Regions from separate parts of the Sus scrofa genome. Here region 2 is linked to region 1. Evidence: chromatin contacts called from public Hi-C data. All regions are on one chromosome and are shown on one strand. The core of a region is the stretch at or near the end of the contact, and the rest is flanking DNA. Distances in the headings are between cores, read along the strand shown. Region 1 holds the start of DOCK5 (dedicator of cytokinesis protein 5). Region 2 overlaps DOCK5 (dedicator of cytokinesis protein 5).

Region 1 (7,322 bases), core at 2,734-5,233:
AGAATATTAACCCCTGTGACACCACCCTGTTACCTCCCTATCAGCCAATCAGCTGCTCACTGATCTGGGACGCCCCTCCTTTTCTTGGCCTTTAAAAATGCTTTGCCGAAAATCTACAGCGGAGTTGGGGTGTTCTGAGCACTAGGTGTCCCCAACCCCTTGCTTGGTGCCCTGCAATAAATGCTGCCCTTCTTTTCACCACAACCCTGTGTCAGTAGATTGGCTTTACTGTGTGTGGGCCAGGGCACCCAAGTTTGGTTTGGGAACAGTTCTTCAAGTCCCAAACCTTAGAGTTATCCTTGACCCATCTTATGTCTTACACTCGGGGGCAAGACCCAGACATTTTGGGGCCTGAAGCCTATACAGTGAGGCTCTTTAAAAAAAAAAAATTACAAGCATAGGAGTTCCTGCTGTGGTACAGTTCAGGCCACTGCAGAGGCAAGCAAGTTTGATGCCTGGCCTGGCACAGTGAGTTAAAGAATCTGGCCTTGCTGCTGCTGTGGCATAGGTTGCAGCTGCGGCTCAGATTCAATCCCTGGCCCCAGAATGCCATTTGGTACAGGTGCAGCCGTTAAAGAAGAAAAAAATAAAATAAAAGGCAAAAAAAACCATAGCTGAGCTAGATAGATTTATCTGTCCATCAAACTGATGCTGATGAAAGTACACCAAGGGGTCCAGAAGCCTTAGTAAATTCCTTTCTGTTCACACTGGCATCTAGTTGTTTTCGACTTTCAGGATATATCAAGAACCTCTTTTCCACCTCAACACCTACCATCCTGGACCTGCGAACGTTCTTTCCTGCCTGAACTACTGAAATCGCCTTCCAACTCTCATCTTCCTATGCCTGCCCTTGTGTCTTTACAATCTTTTCATTGCACAGCAGGCAAATTAGTTCATGTCCTTGACTGGGTCAAAATTCTCCCAACTTTCCTCTTAGCAATTTATAAAGTCCTCACTGTGCCTTTCATGGTCCTGTTTTATTGGCTCACACTGTGCCTCTTGGAACAGGTTTCCCCCCCATACTCTGCCCCTTGCTCATGCCTTTCACCATCCAGCATCCTTGCTGCTTTTGGAACTTGCCAAACACGCCTTTCAGCTTTTGTGTTTGCTGTTCCTGGTGTCCAGAATACTTTCCTCTGAAATCCTCACTTGCTTCAGATCTATCTTTCTTTCTTTCTTTTTCTTTCTTCCTTCCTTCCTTTCTTTCTTTTCCTTCTTTTTCTTTTTAGGGCTGTACTCAAGGCACATGGAAGTTTCCAGGCTAGGGATCAAATTGAGCTACAGCTACTGGCCACAGCCACAGCCACAGCAACTCAAGATCCAAGCTGCGTATGCAACCTACACCACAGCTCATGGCAATGCCAGCTCCTTAACCTACTGAGAGAGGCCAGGGATCAAACTCGGGTCCTCATGGATGCTAGTTGGGTTCATTACCACTGAGCCACGACAGGAACTCCCATATCTATATTTCAGTGTCACTTTTTAAGAGATTCCTTCCCAGATCACTTGATATAAAACTGCAACACCGGAGTTCATGTCGTGGCTCAGTGGTTAATGAATCCGACTAGGCACGATGAGGTTGCAGGTTTGATCCCTGGCCTTGCTCAGTGGATTAAGGATCCAGCGTTGCTGTGAGCTGTGTTGTAGGTCGAGGATGCGGCTCAGATCTGGCGTTGCTGTGGCTCCAGTTAGACCACTAGCCTAGGAACCTCCATATGCCGCAAGCGTGGCCCTAGAAAATGCAAAAAGAGAAAAAAAAAAAAAAGAAATAAAACTGCAACACCCTCCACACATCTGATCCTTACTTTGGATTTTCCTCTACAGGCTAAGCCTCATTTGGCATAATTTGTTTATTGTCCTACTCTCCTCTCTAGACTCCAAGCTCTATGAAGGTGGGGATTTTACTTTATACCCTGCTGTGCCTGCATTCTTAGAGCAATGCCTGATACCTAGTAGGCACTTAAATATTTGTGGAAAGAAGAAATTACCTAACCTGGAAAGTTAGGTTAATCATGAGGTCATCGGCAGAGGAAGATAAATTTTTGAGGGGATGGCAGATGGTAGAATTCCTTCTCAATATTAGGTCTAAAGGGTGTGGCATATGGAAGTTGCCAGCCCAGGGGTCTAATTGGAGCTGCAGCTGTGGCCTATGCCACAGCCACCTTAATGCCAGATCCTTAACCCACTGAGTGAGGCCAGGGATGGAACCCGCATCCTCACAGAGACAGTGTTCTGTCTTTACTGCTAAGCCAGAATGGGAACTCCTAAAGGAACAGATTTCTCAAATTATTATTACATTTGGTGAATAAATACCCTATTTGTTGACAGAGGAAAAAGGAAGCCTTTGGAGTGAACTTTTTTTTTTTTTTAGTTTTATTGAAGTATAGTTGATTTACAATGTTATGATAATTTGGGCGTACAACAAAGTGATTCAGTTCTACCTATACAACCCATCCATTTGTTTTTCAGATTCTTTTCCCATATAGATATCGGAGAATATTGAGTAGAGCTCTCTGTGTATATAGCAGTTTGCTATTGGCCAATCACACCATATACCCCTGTGTGCATACCCAATCCCAAACCCTTAAGTCTACAGGGACCAGTTTCTTAAACCATCATTACACTTGATGAATAAATACCTATTTGTTGATGGAGAAGAAAGGAAGCCCTAGGAATGACGCACCATGAACAAGACCTTTAAAAAAAATTCAGAACTGACTTTGCGAGAAGTGACCAAAGGTAAAATGCACTAAGTCTTCAATGATATTTCACTGTTCAACTACATGTTTATTTCATTTCGTTTCCTTTCATGTTCCAGATAGGCAAGAAAACCTTCACAGACTGCAAGAACCAAACAATTTATTTCAAGAGGCATGTTCTCAGATGGTGAACTTAAATCAGCTGGTCAGTTACTCTGAGATTTTACTTCTCTGGGCCAGGTAGCAAGCGCCCCACCTCCACCTGGATTCAGAGCCTATCTTCTTCATTCTCGAGGTCCACAGGAGGAAGTGAGTTCCAGAAGTTTCAGAGGATACAAAAGGAGTTAAGGGCAGGTCAGATGAACAGTCCCTGCATTTGCCTCTTTGTCCAAACAATACAGCCAGTGAATGCACGTGCCTGATCCTCCTCTCCTCAGGGATGCTCAACAGCTGGGCTGTTGGAAAAGTGAAGTCTTGGGGCGGACTGTTGCCTTGAGCATGAGGGTCTGAATTTCTTCAGCTGGGTCTCAATATCTTCAGCTGGGGAGGAGTCTCGGTGTTTCCGGGGCACAGGATTTCCAAGTCGGGGCTTTCTAACTAATTTTTCCCACAGAGGCACCCCTAGGAAACTACTTGATACGAAGGAGTCCGGCTCCCTTGCATCAGTTCTCTATTTACCAGAAGGCAAATGTTCCGGCTTTGAAGGCAATAAACGGTGGCCCCAGGAGATCATGTCTGCTCTGGAGTCCGGCTTCCTGCTCTCGTGGTGTCAGGGAAAGCTCTAGGAGGTGAACGCAGCAGTCAACTGCTCATTCATTCAACAAATATTTACTGCGCTCCCGCTGAGTACCGGGCACCGTCGGTGCCCCGAGGGCGAGAAGCAACTCATCCTAGATCCTAGTTCCTATTAACTCATCCTAGGTCCCCTAGATGCTCAGGCGTGCGGGGGGAGCGGACCCCACACTCCTTGGGAGAGCCTCCAGCGCAGCCCTCCCGACGCCCGCGGCGGGGAACCCGCCCCCCGGGATCCAGCCTCCCGGGCTTAGTCCGGGTGGGGAAGGCGGGAGTGAAAAAGCAAAACACAGAAAGGAAAAAACTGGACCCCAGGCTGTGCTGGGAAACTGCTCCCGGGAAGTGCGCTAGGCGGAGCCGGCCCCGGCCCGGGAGAGCGCGGAGCCCGGGGCGGGCGGGAGAGGCCGGGAGCCGGCGGGTCGGGGCGCGGAGGCGGCCTCGGCGGGAGGAGGGCGCGGCCGGCGGGAGGGGCCGGGGCGGCGCCGGGAGGGACGCGCACGGCGGCGCGGCCGCCTGGCCCAGCAGGTGACCGCGGGCCGGGGCTGGAGCCGGAGCGGATAGCCGGCGGCGCGGCGGGGAGACGGCGCGCGGGGCCGGGCGAAGTTTGCCGGAACATGGCGGAAGAGCCTGGGGCGCGCAGGAGCGCGGCGCGGCGGCGTCCGGAGCCCCGGGAGTTGTAGCCGCCGTAGCCGCAGCAGCCGCCGCGGGGCGAGGTCGCCGCCATGGCCCGTTGGATCCCGACCAAGAGGCAGAAGTACGGGGTTGGTGAGTGTTTGCCCCACCCTGCCCCCGACCCGGCCGCCGCCAAGTTAGCGCGAGCGGCCCTGCCCGGCGAAAAGTTGGGCGGCGGACGCCGGGCCAGAAGGTGCGCGCCTTCCCGGGACCGGGATCCGGCTCCCGCTGCCCGCGGGGGCGCGGGGAGGGCTCTGCTCCGGCTGCAGCCACCCCGGGGGCGGTGGGAGTCGGAACCCTCCCCGGGAGCCCCGTGTGGGAATTCATGCTGGCTTTGGGGGATCCGTATGGTTAAAAGGCAATCGTGCTCCGGAACTGGCAGTCCTGTCCCCCGAACCCAAAGCTGCAGCACTTTGCAGGGCAGAAACGTGCAAAACCCGGGCACCCAGTTCTGGTGCTCGTCCCCCTCCTCCCGGGCCGTGTGGTTTCATTCAGTACTTTGTAACCAGCGGAGGCCGGCAGAACGCGAGATCTGCTGGCTGCCCCAGTGCTTTCTGCCTTCCCTCTTAGGTTCTCTCGGAAGCCCGAAGTGAGGTGCTGGGGGTGGGCAGCCGCCCTCCTCTCCTTCCTCCCAGGCACTCCGATCCTGAGAGCAGTTGTTAACTGAACGCGAAACTCTAGGGGTGGTGTGGTGGTGATGGAAACGGCAGGAAGTGTGTGGCTTGGGAACGGGGGTGGCTGGCCCCCGGGGCTGGTTGTGCAGATACTCGTCCCCTACCAGAGTGTGTGTGGAGAGGGTTTCAGAACTGCCTTGTGATTCCCGATTCCGCTGTGGGATAAGACGAAGCCTTAGGAAAACTGTGACAGGTCCCGGGCTAGGCACTTGGCATTCATTACAGCGGTGCTGGAAGGCCCCGGGACGTGCAGAGGATTGATTGCTTTTCTGTTAGTTTCGATCCGAAACAGCGGCTGGGCGGGGTTTTGAACCAGGTGAAAAACCTTGGTCCTTCCACTAGTTAGCGAGGAATGAGGTTGCTAAGGTCTTGTGGGAGAGAGCTCTGCCTTTAGCCGGGCGATTACAATGGCCGTTAGGCTTGGGTGAGATTCCCTAGGATAAACACAGTTGTGTGGGTTGAGACTTTTATCACTTCCTCTCCAGGTCATTCATTGGGCTTGTTTGTAATTTAGTCGTCTGCTCCTCTCCCATGCTGCCCCCATTTTTTTTTTTTCTCACCTTAGTGGTTACTGGGGAGGGGGTCCCTAAACCTATTCTATGCTTCGTGACCACTGTGTCAGTTTCAGAGATACTAGCATCTCTAGGTACTTTTTAACTCTGTATCCCTGAGTCAGTTACAAAAAACCAACTAACCCTCTCATATGTATTACTTTTGGATTGTGTTCCTTTATAAATAAGCAGATATGTGTGTATATAATAATGTGCATATAAGTACCTCTTTTTCCTCTGCTGCAGAAATTTTTTTCCTTTAAATTTCTTAGAGAATTCTTGCAGTCTTCTATGGGTATAACTCAGAAATGAGTGGATGTTGTTTCTTCTCCAGATCACCTCTTCCTGATTTGGTCATGAGATTTCGGACAGGGGCTCCTGATCAGATGCCAGTTAGTAAGTAGCCAGTAGTTGTGGAAGTGAGATGGAGTCAGTTCCTTTATTTGTGAGTGTTATTGGGAACTAAATCCCAAATTAAATTATATTTAGCAATGAGTAAATATATTTGCCTAATGAGTACTTACCACTTACAAAAAAGTGATCAATTCTAATTTTAACAGGATATAAGCTTTACAAAACTATTATGACTTTGGTAGTTAATGCAAACATAGCCTAAAAATATGGGTTTTATTGTTGTCATAGGAACAACTATAGTATTTTCTCTTAAAAAATTGTTTTTTCCTGTTCTGGAGTCAGGTTACCCTGTTATATATCATCAGTCAAGAGATGTGAATTGCATTTCCAGGGCATATAGGTGGTGGCAAAATTGCCCCAGCATATAGCTTGGGAAATTTGTCACTAGACAATAGATGCTGATTAATCTGAATTTGACAAAAGGGCCCACTGTTAGGAGGATGAGCTGATGAGCTCAGTCTCCTTTGTTTATTCCTAAAACACATGGTTGTTCATATCACCTCCTCTTCCTTGGCCTACAGGGCAAAGTCTAAACTGAGCCCGGTTTTCAAGGTTCTGATAATCCAGTTCAACGTACTTTTACGAACTGTGTCTCCCAACCGCTTTCAGTAACCCTCTGGCGCAGACGCCTCTCTCCTCCCTCTTGTGCAATATCCCATGGAGAGAGTCCCTCCTTTAGGACTTTGCTCCCCCGTGCTTGTCCCCTGTTCAGTGTGCCCTCCCACCTCTGCATCCCACGATCCAGCCTTTCACTCAGGGCTGGAATCCCCACCCACTGTCTCCTTCAGGTTTGGTGTTTACCAGACCTCACACCTTCACGCTACTTCCTCACCATTCCTACATTTTATTACATATCCTTTGGTCCAGTGATTCAGAGGGTTATGGTTTTGTATCCTTGTGACTCAAGAGATATACCCAGCCTGGAGCATGCTTTCAGTAACTGCTTGTCCTTGGTTTTGGAGTGGTGTTCTAATCTCATGTCTTTGATGATTTAGTGCACCCCCCCATTAAGTTTTAGCATCTCATTCACTCCAGTACGAGTTTTCAGTCTGTCTTTATCTCTGCAAATGAAATATGCTGCTGAGAAAGCAGGCCTGGAATAGACGGACTTGTTTCAGTATAACTGGAAAGATTGGCTTCTTGGACTTGGGGTGGGGGTGGGGTTTGTCACTTCTGAGCGTCCGCTGGACGGATTTCGTTTCTGGGTTGAAGGAAACCGTGAGATGGCTATTTTGAAGCATTTGAATGACTCACAGCTACTCTCCGGGAGGGTAGCACTGCGATCTCAGACTGAATTGTGCACAGGGAAGCTGGCAGTCTCCACCTGTCTTGGTGCCACTGTTGGCTGTCCCTGACAGCCTAGATTTTTCTACAGGGACTGGAATGCAATCTTCCCGGGCTTTCTTCATTCTTCAACTGTTGGCTCCACGTCTGGCGTTAGGTGGGCTTGAATGACCTATGAGAGGACCACAGACGTGCTTTAAACTTCTGGGCCAATAGTTGCCCTGGTGCCCAATGCT
Region 2 (7,322 bases), core at 2,360-4,859, 68 kb after region 1:
TAGTCTCTTTTGGCTGAAATCACAGCCAATTCACTGGCAGTGCCAGGGCTCCAGTTTTTGTCCTCCTGGCTCCTCAAGGCATCAGAAATGCTGCTCAGCCACTTGGGAATCTTAATTCAGTAGATGCCCCAGGAGGAAAGCAGGCCCCAATGCTGGACTTATCTTTCTGAGTTTGGTCTTTTTCAGATCTAGACCTGATAGTTCTTCACTTCCCATGTTAGCTCGGAGAGAGTGTGTGTGTGTGTGTGTGTGTGTGTGTGCACGCGCGTGTGTTGTATGGCCATGCTTTTCCAGTTTACCTGCAGAGTGTGAGAGGGAGAGCAGAGAGTTGATTGGAAATCAAGTAGTTGATACCTTTTACATACATTTTCAAAATTCCTTTTTCATTTTTTTGTGATCCCAATATGTTTCTTGAAATAGTTGAGGCACTTTGTCTTCATAGGGTTCATATTAGTGGTCATTTTTAGTGTACCTATTATTTATCCTGTACTGAGCAAGCTCCCAGTTGACCAATGAGTATTCCTAAAAGTGCATTGTTACGGACCAAGCTAAGGGGGTCACTGAGCTTGGCTGAATGTAAATATAAACACACAAACACATCTATTTCCTATACTGATTCAGAGCTTGCGGCCATGCACCTAATGTTTTGTAGCACATGCAGCGGTACGCTGACCCAGTTGTTAGATGGTCCTAGCAAGAACCGTTCCTTTATCACTGCTGCATCTGGACTGCGATGATCCAGGTGCTGTAGGTCTGAGGGCAAGAGGCTGATTGTCTTTTTTTTTGTTTGTTTGTTTGTTTGTTTGTTTTTTTGTTGTTGTTGCTATTTCTTGGGCCGCTCCGCGGCATATGGAGGTTCCAGGCTAGGGTTGAATCGGAGCTGTAGCCACCGGCCTACACCAGAGCCACAGCAACGCGGATCCGACCGCGTCTGCACCTACACCACAGCTCCACGCCGATCGTTACCCACTGAACAGGGCAGGACCAACCCGCAACCTCATGGTTCCTAGTCGGATTCGTTAACCACTGCGCCACGACGGGAACTCCTGATTGTCTTCTTAATTGTTTCCATAACATACTTGGAGTGCCAGCCATAGAATTCTTCCACCTCAGAAAAGGATGTTAGTGCCTGTTCTGCAAAAGAGGACATGTGTCAAGGTGTGAACGGGGAGATTTAGAATATGGGCTTATTCAGCTCATTAACTACGTGAGTGGCACGTCAGCTTTATAGAGATTTTTATACCAGCTTAAGTTTTAAAATAGTGTTTATTTTATGGGATTAATTAATTTTTTTTTTTTTTAATAGCGAGTGCCTTGCCAGATGCATTGATAGTTTCTATCTGCTAAGTACTTTGAGGTTGGGTCCTCAAATTCCAGACAGCCCAGAATGAAGGGAGGGCTGGAGTGCTTTGCAAACATTAAACGTGATAGGAATAGGAATGCTGAATAAGAGCTTGTGTTCTAGGTCCCCCCACCCCAGTCTCCTCTATCCTTTAAAAATAAATACATCAATAAATAAACAAAATGGAAACACCCACAGGACTGCCCGATGGAATTTAAGGGCGGTGCTGGCAGCGTTTCATGCCTCTGGGCAGTTGTGTCTTTCAGCTTCCTATGGGCACTGACTCCAGCAACCACCCCACCCCACCCCCGCCCCTACAATACCCTGCCTCATCCTTCCTTTGACATATTTGCAGACCAGACCTCTGTGGGCTTTTCTGGTATGGACAAGTCCACCTTCCTGGAATCCAGACTTGCCCACAAACCCGAGAGACTACAACTTAGGGCTTTCCTCTTGCTTTTTCCTGCCCGGTGGTTGCATGAAGGATTATGGAGGTGGTAGCTTCTTGAAGGCAAGGAGCTTCACCTCACCTGCTCCTCTTTGCCCTGCAGGGCCCATGCCTAGCATAGCTCCCAGGCTGGACCAGGGGCTCAGCAAGTCTGTGCAATGAGTGAAGATAAAGAGGAGACCCAAGCAAGCCTACAGCAGCAAGGCAAGCTAGTGTGGAGAGTAAGGGGACGTGGGGGTCAACCACCTAAAGCCCCAGATAGTACCAGGCACAGCTGCTTTTCTCCTTCCAGGAGACACCAGCCTTTCCCTTCCCCATGCAGACTGCAGAAGAATTTGGTTATCCCATGAGCCTCTTTTTAGAAGTAACAGCTTTATTGAGATAGATTTCAAATACTATACAGTTGACCCATGTAAAGTATAAAATTCCCTGGTTATTCACAAAGTATGCGCTTCACAGAGCTGGGCAACCACCATCACTGTCTACTTTCAGAACATTTTCATGATCCCCCAAAGAAACCCTCTACTCATCAGTGGTTATGAGCTCCCCACCCCCCATCCTGTTCCAGGCAACCACCAGCCTAATTTCTATCCCTACAGGTTTGCCTATTCTAGACATTTCACATAAGTATAATCATACAAAGTGTGGTCCTTTGTGACTGGCTTCTTAATCTTTTGGGGGCTTACCCATGTGATAGCATGTATCAGTATGTCATATCTTTTTATCGCTAAATAATATTCATTGTAGGCATATAGCACATTTTATTTATCCATTCATCAGTTGATGGATATTTGGGTTGTTTATACTTCTCAGCTATTAAGAATAATGCTGCCACCATGAACTTTTTTTGTGTGTGTCTATATGTGTTTCCACTTCTCTTGGGTGTATCTCTTGGAGTGGAATTGTTGGATCATATGGTTTCTTTGTGTTTAGCCTTTGGGGAACTGCCAGACTGATTGATTGCTTGGGCTTTGGCTTCCAAACAGGCTACCACGGTCCACGAGAGAATTTCCATCCCTCATTTCTTATCAGAGTTCCTTTCTGTAAGGAACTAAATATCATTAAGTACTAAAAATAAGGGAAGGGAATGGAATTGACTGAGAATCTATATTCTGCTCATCTTTTATAGACCCCCTTCAAGAATTTTGCCTTTGGAAACTTTTTCAGGGAACAGAAATCCTCAAGGACCAAAATGAGCATCCTTGCCTCTTTGGCACTGGCCCACCTGTGATCACTGTCATGTCTTTGCTTCTTTAACCAGACAAAAGATTTGGCAGTGAGACAGCTGTTCTCCAGCTGAGTGTTCTTTACCACCCCAGAAACATGGGCATGACTGAAAAAGCACTGATGCTAAGGGGGAGGTTCCAGTTGTGGTTATGTAGTCATTCAGCAGGACTCTCTGAGCAAGTATTATGCTCTTAAGTACATTTATTTTGCACAAGAGAGGTTCTAGGCACTGGGAGCAGCTGAGTGACAAAATGGCAAGGTTCCTGCTCTCAAAGAGTTTTCATTCAAGGGACAGATGAAACAAGCAAACAAAAAAGCATTCTGATGCATGTAAGTGCTGTGGGGAGAAAAAGATGGTGTTACATGGACCACAGGGAGGTGAGGGTGATAAAGAGGGAAAGGAGAAGCCCCACTTGAGATGGGATGGTTTTGTCCCTGTCTCATCTAGGTTTTCAGTCCCTGGGCAAGGCATCTGAACTCTCTCTGTGTCTTGGTTATTTCATCTAAAACCACATCATTCTTTGCACTGAAAGTGATTAAATCAAAGTGACTTCAAAGGTAAGCTTTTAGCCTCTCTGGTGCCATGAAGTTCTCCTCACCTGTGATGAACCAGACAGACTCGCAAGTGGTTTCATGCTCAGGGTCTCTTGTTCCGCTGATGGGTACTGGTTTCCTGCATTTGCTTCCTATCCACTGGTTACTTGTTTTCAGCTCCAGTAACCACTCACAAGCTCAAGAGAGGGTGGCCGATGTTAACAAGTGAGTTCTGGGGGTAAGCATAACACACTTAGCCCCTGTTGGAAATAACAAAATGAGATAATGTCTCAAAGGCATTCCAAGCTCTACAGCGGCAGACACAGTGAAAAGTTTTCTATTATTTCTCTGTAATTTGTAAAGACCCAGAGGAGAGTGCAGACGAATGGATTGGAACCAGAGGAAGTGGGCAGTCCTGAAAAGTTGAAATAAAAAGAAGCAATCTGTGTATTTATAGAAGGTCCCCAGTATACGCATGTTATTCCTTCTGTGTAGGAGGAGACCAGTTTGGAAATGCACTTTAATCAAGTAATCCACTCCCTTAGGATATGCACAGGAATAAAAATAGATTACGACTTGGGCTGTGCATGGTTTTGAGTCTCATATTTAAAAAAAAAATGATTTTTATTTATTCCATTACAGCTGGTTTATAGTGTTCTGTCAATTTTCTACTGTACCGCAAGGCAACCAGTCACACATACATGTATACATTTGTTTTCTCACATTATCATGCTCCATCTTAAATGACTAGGTATAGTTCCCAGTGTTGAGTCTCATCTTTATAAAGCAGGCTTTTTTGAGTAAGCATAGAGGGTAGAGGGCAGTATTATGATGGATAGGTAAAGTTATCTGACTGAGTGTTAGCTCCATAGCTGAAAAAAACTTTCTCACATAAAAAAAGAAGAGAGTGCATTTGAAGATTTTTTTTTTTTTTCTTCCAAGAAGGTGATGCTTTTTTCCCAATAAGCATCTTTCGGAGATGTGGTATTAAGAGCCCTTGATTGAAAGACATATACCATATGATATCACTTATATGTGGAATCTAAAGTATGGCACAAGTGAACCTATCTCTAGAACAGAAATAGTCTCAAATAGACGTGAAGAACAGACTTGTGGTTGCCGAGGGGGAGGGGGAGGGAGTGAGATGGACTGGGAGTTTGGGGGTAGTAGATACAGACTATTACATATAGAATGGATAAACAAGGTCCTGCTGTGTAGCACAGGGGACTGAATCCAATCTCCTGTGATAGAATATGATGGAAGGTAATATGAGAAAAAGAATGTATATGTATGACAATCACTTTGCTGTACAGCAGAAATTGATGCAACATTGTACACCACTACACCTTAATAAAAAATTAAAAAAAATAGAACCCTCTGTTGGACCATAGATTACTGGAAGGTCTATCAAACCCTTTCAGGACGTCTGAGTCGGAACTTGGATTGTCCCCTCCTACTGTCCTGTGCAACAGTGAGTCAACCTGGTAGCCTTATGGTCCCTATATTGTTCCTCTTTTCTTTTTCGTCTTTTTGCCATTTCTTGGGGTGCTCCTGCAGCATATGGAGGTTCCCAGGCTAGGGGTCTAATCAGAACTGTAGACGCCAGCCTACGCCAGAGCCACGGCAACGCGGGATCCGAGCCGCGTCTGCAACCTACACCACAGCTCACGGCAACGCCGGATCGTTAACCCACTGAGCAGGGGCAGGGATCGAACCCGCAACCTCATGTTTCCTAGTTGGATTCGTTAACCGCTGCGCCATGATGGGAACTCCTGTTCCTCTTTTCTGTTCACTTCCTTCTCTGTGTGGTCAGCCATGCCAGTGACATTAAGACAAGTGAGAGACAAAAATCAAAACTGATTTTTAAAAAATCGGTTCTTAACAGCCTGTGTAGAGGTTTACCGGGTGTAAGCTGAAATAAGGCATCTGATGTACTTGTACCTTCTGTTTACTTTTGTGACCCCATTAATCAAGATAATTGAAAGCTGATTGTCATTCAGAATCCATAGTCTGAACCATGTTTTGATTGGAAAAACAACTGCTTTTCTCAAAGGTAAATGGCAGTGAGCCCGATAGCCTGGATTTTATGACAAGGATTGCGTGCGAACGTTTTGGCTCTAGCCTTGACAGCAGATTGGGGTCTGTGGCATTTTGGTGAGTGTGCAGGTCACTTCCCACATCTGCTTGACCTTCACCTTTGGGACAGCTGGTCAGCTGCTGCTCCTGGGGACCCATGTTCCTGAGATGTGTTTTTCATTAGTGTGTGTGGCAGCAGGAGTGTGTTTATAAGAAAAACTAATTAAAAAGTAGAGCTGGTGAAAAGTCTCACCTTGGGTTTAAATTTATCAAAAAGAGCATACCTCCCTCTGGTTTTCCTTTTGAGAAACATACACGTGTGCCTTTAAAATTCCATCTTTAAAATTTGTGTCATTTGGAGTTGCATTGTGGCGCAGGACGTTAAAAACTCGACGTTGTGTCTGTGAGGATACACGTCTGATCCCTGGCCTTGCTCAGTGGGTTAAGGCTCTGGTGTTGGTGTAGGTGGCAGGTATGGCTCAGATCCTGTGTTGCAGTGGCTGTGGCATAGGCCCGTAACTGCAGCTCTGATTAGACCCCTGTCCTGGGAACTTCCATGTACCATAGGTGTGGCTGTAAAAAGAAAAAAAATGAAATAATATCATAAAATGTGTGTTATTTGCCTATAGGTGAGTGTAAGACCTTCTAGGATCAGGGTCAGAACCCTTTTCTGAATGGAGCCTTCCTTCAGTAACTTTGTCATGAACTGGCACTTGGGCGTTGGCCCATCTGGGCAGCTACCCGTGTGCTGAGGGAGGCAGGCTCAGCCTGAGAGCAAAGATGTCTTAGGGATGCTCTGGAGGAATGTTCTTGTGGACGGGTCTTGGTCTCCAAGGGATCTTGGTAGGATCGAGGCTCAAGAAGGCGGCAATGTAGGGAGCAGACTCCTTCCATCCCACGCACGCACCTGCCCACTCACGACTGTCTTCCCACCTCTGAGTGTTGGCCAGTCACATCATGTGGTGTGTAACTTTTATCAAAAATGCCTTTGGTGTCTCCCCCTCATCGCAAAACATAGCATGTGACACCATCGTGGGGCTGGGTAAGACTCAGGGATTAGTGTAAAGAAAGAGGCCTAGAGGAAAGTTCAAAATTGATTGAGAGCCAATAGGAATGAGATACTTCTCTTTGGGCTTATACCTGGAAAGAGATGGTTGAATATATGCCTCTGTTTGCTCATGGTAAGATGAGTAATTTATGATCTTTAAAAGCATGTAAGGAAGCTTGGGCCTGGCATTATAAATACTGTCTGCTAGAGTGGCCCATTTATTCAACCTACAGAGGTAAATCATTCAACAGAGTGTCGTAGGAGCAGAAAACACGCTACCTGTAAAACTTAGGTGCCGCAGAGGAGTCTTACAAGCACATGAGAACTTCATTTTTTTTTTCTTGCCTTGTCTCCATGTGTAATTCAGGCTACAAATAGGGATGAACAAGGCAAGCCAGGAAAGATTCTTGTTAAAGATTATTTGACCCTTATATTCCATGTGTCTCGAATGGTTGCCAATCAGACAAGAATATTAAATGTGGGTGCATTGAACTTTGACAATAGAAATAGAAGATTTTAAATTACTGTACCTAGCAATTTAGTCCTTCTTCTTCTTTTTTTTTTTTTTTTTTTTTGGTCTTTTTAGGGCTGCACCTGCAGCATGTGGAAATTCCCAGGCTAGGGATTGAATCAAAGCTACAGCTGCC

What was found. A called contact is a pair of places that touch in the nucleus more often than the background predicts.
Region 2: a contact with region 1 is called in a Hi-C map of blood, with 2.4 times the contacts expected there. The contact joins the enhancer-like site here to the promoter of DOCK5 in region 1. A contact is called at or near these places in 5 of 47 Hi-C or Micro-C datasets (blood, embryonic fibroblasts, epiblast stem cells and 2 more).

The regions. Positions count from the first base shown.
Region 1 is chr14:9,193,297-9,200,618 of Sscrofa11.1, forward strand. DOCK5 (dedicator of cytokinesis protein 5) reads left to right here and starts at 3,984. Exons shown (of 52, transcript XM_021073736.1): 1 at 3,984-4,256. The coding sequence starts at 4,214.
Region 2 is chr14:9,261,817-9,269,138 of Sscrofa11.1, forward strand. The region is part of intron 2 of DOCK5 (dedicator of cytokinesis protein 5); the gene reads left to right. Among named protein-coding and RNA genes, the nearest start is that of DOCK5, 68 kb to the left of the region's middle. Within about 2 kb of position 3,610, at least 2 of the 83 cell types and tissues checked have an H3K27ac peak or open chromatin away from gene starts, as enhancers often do.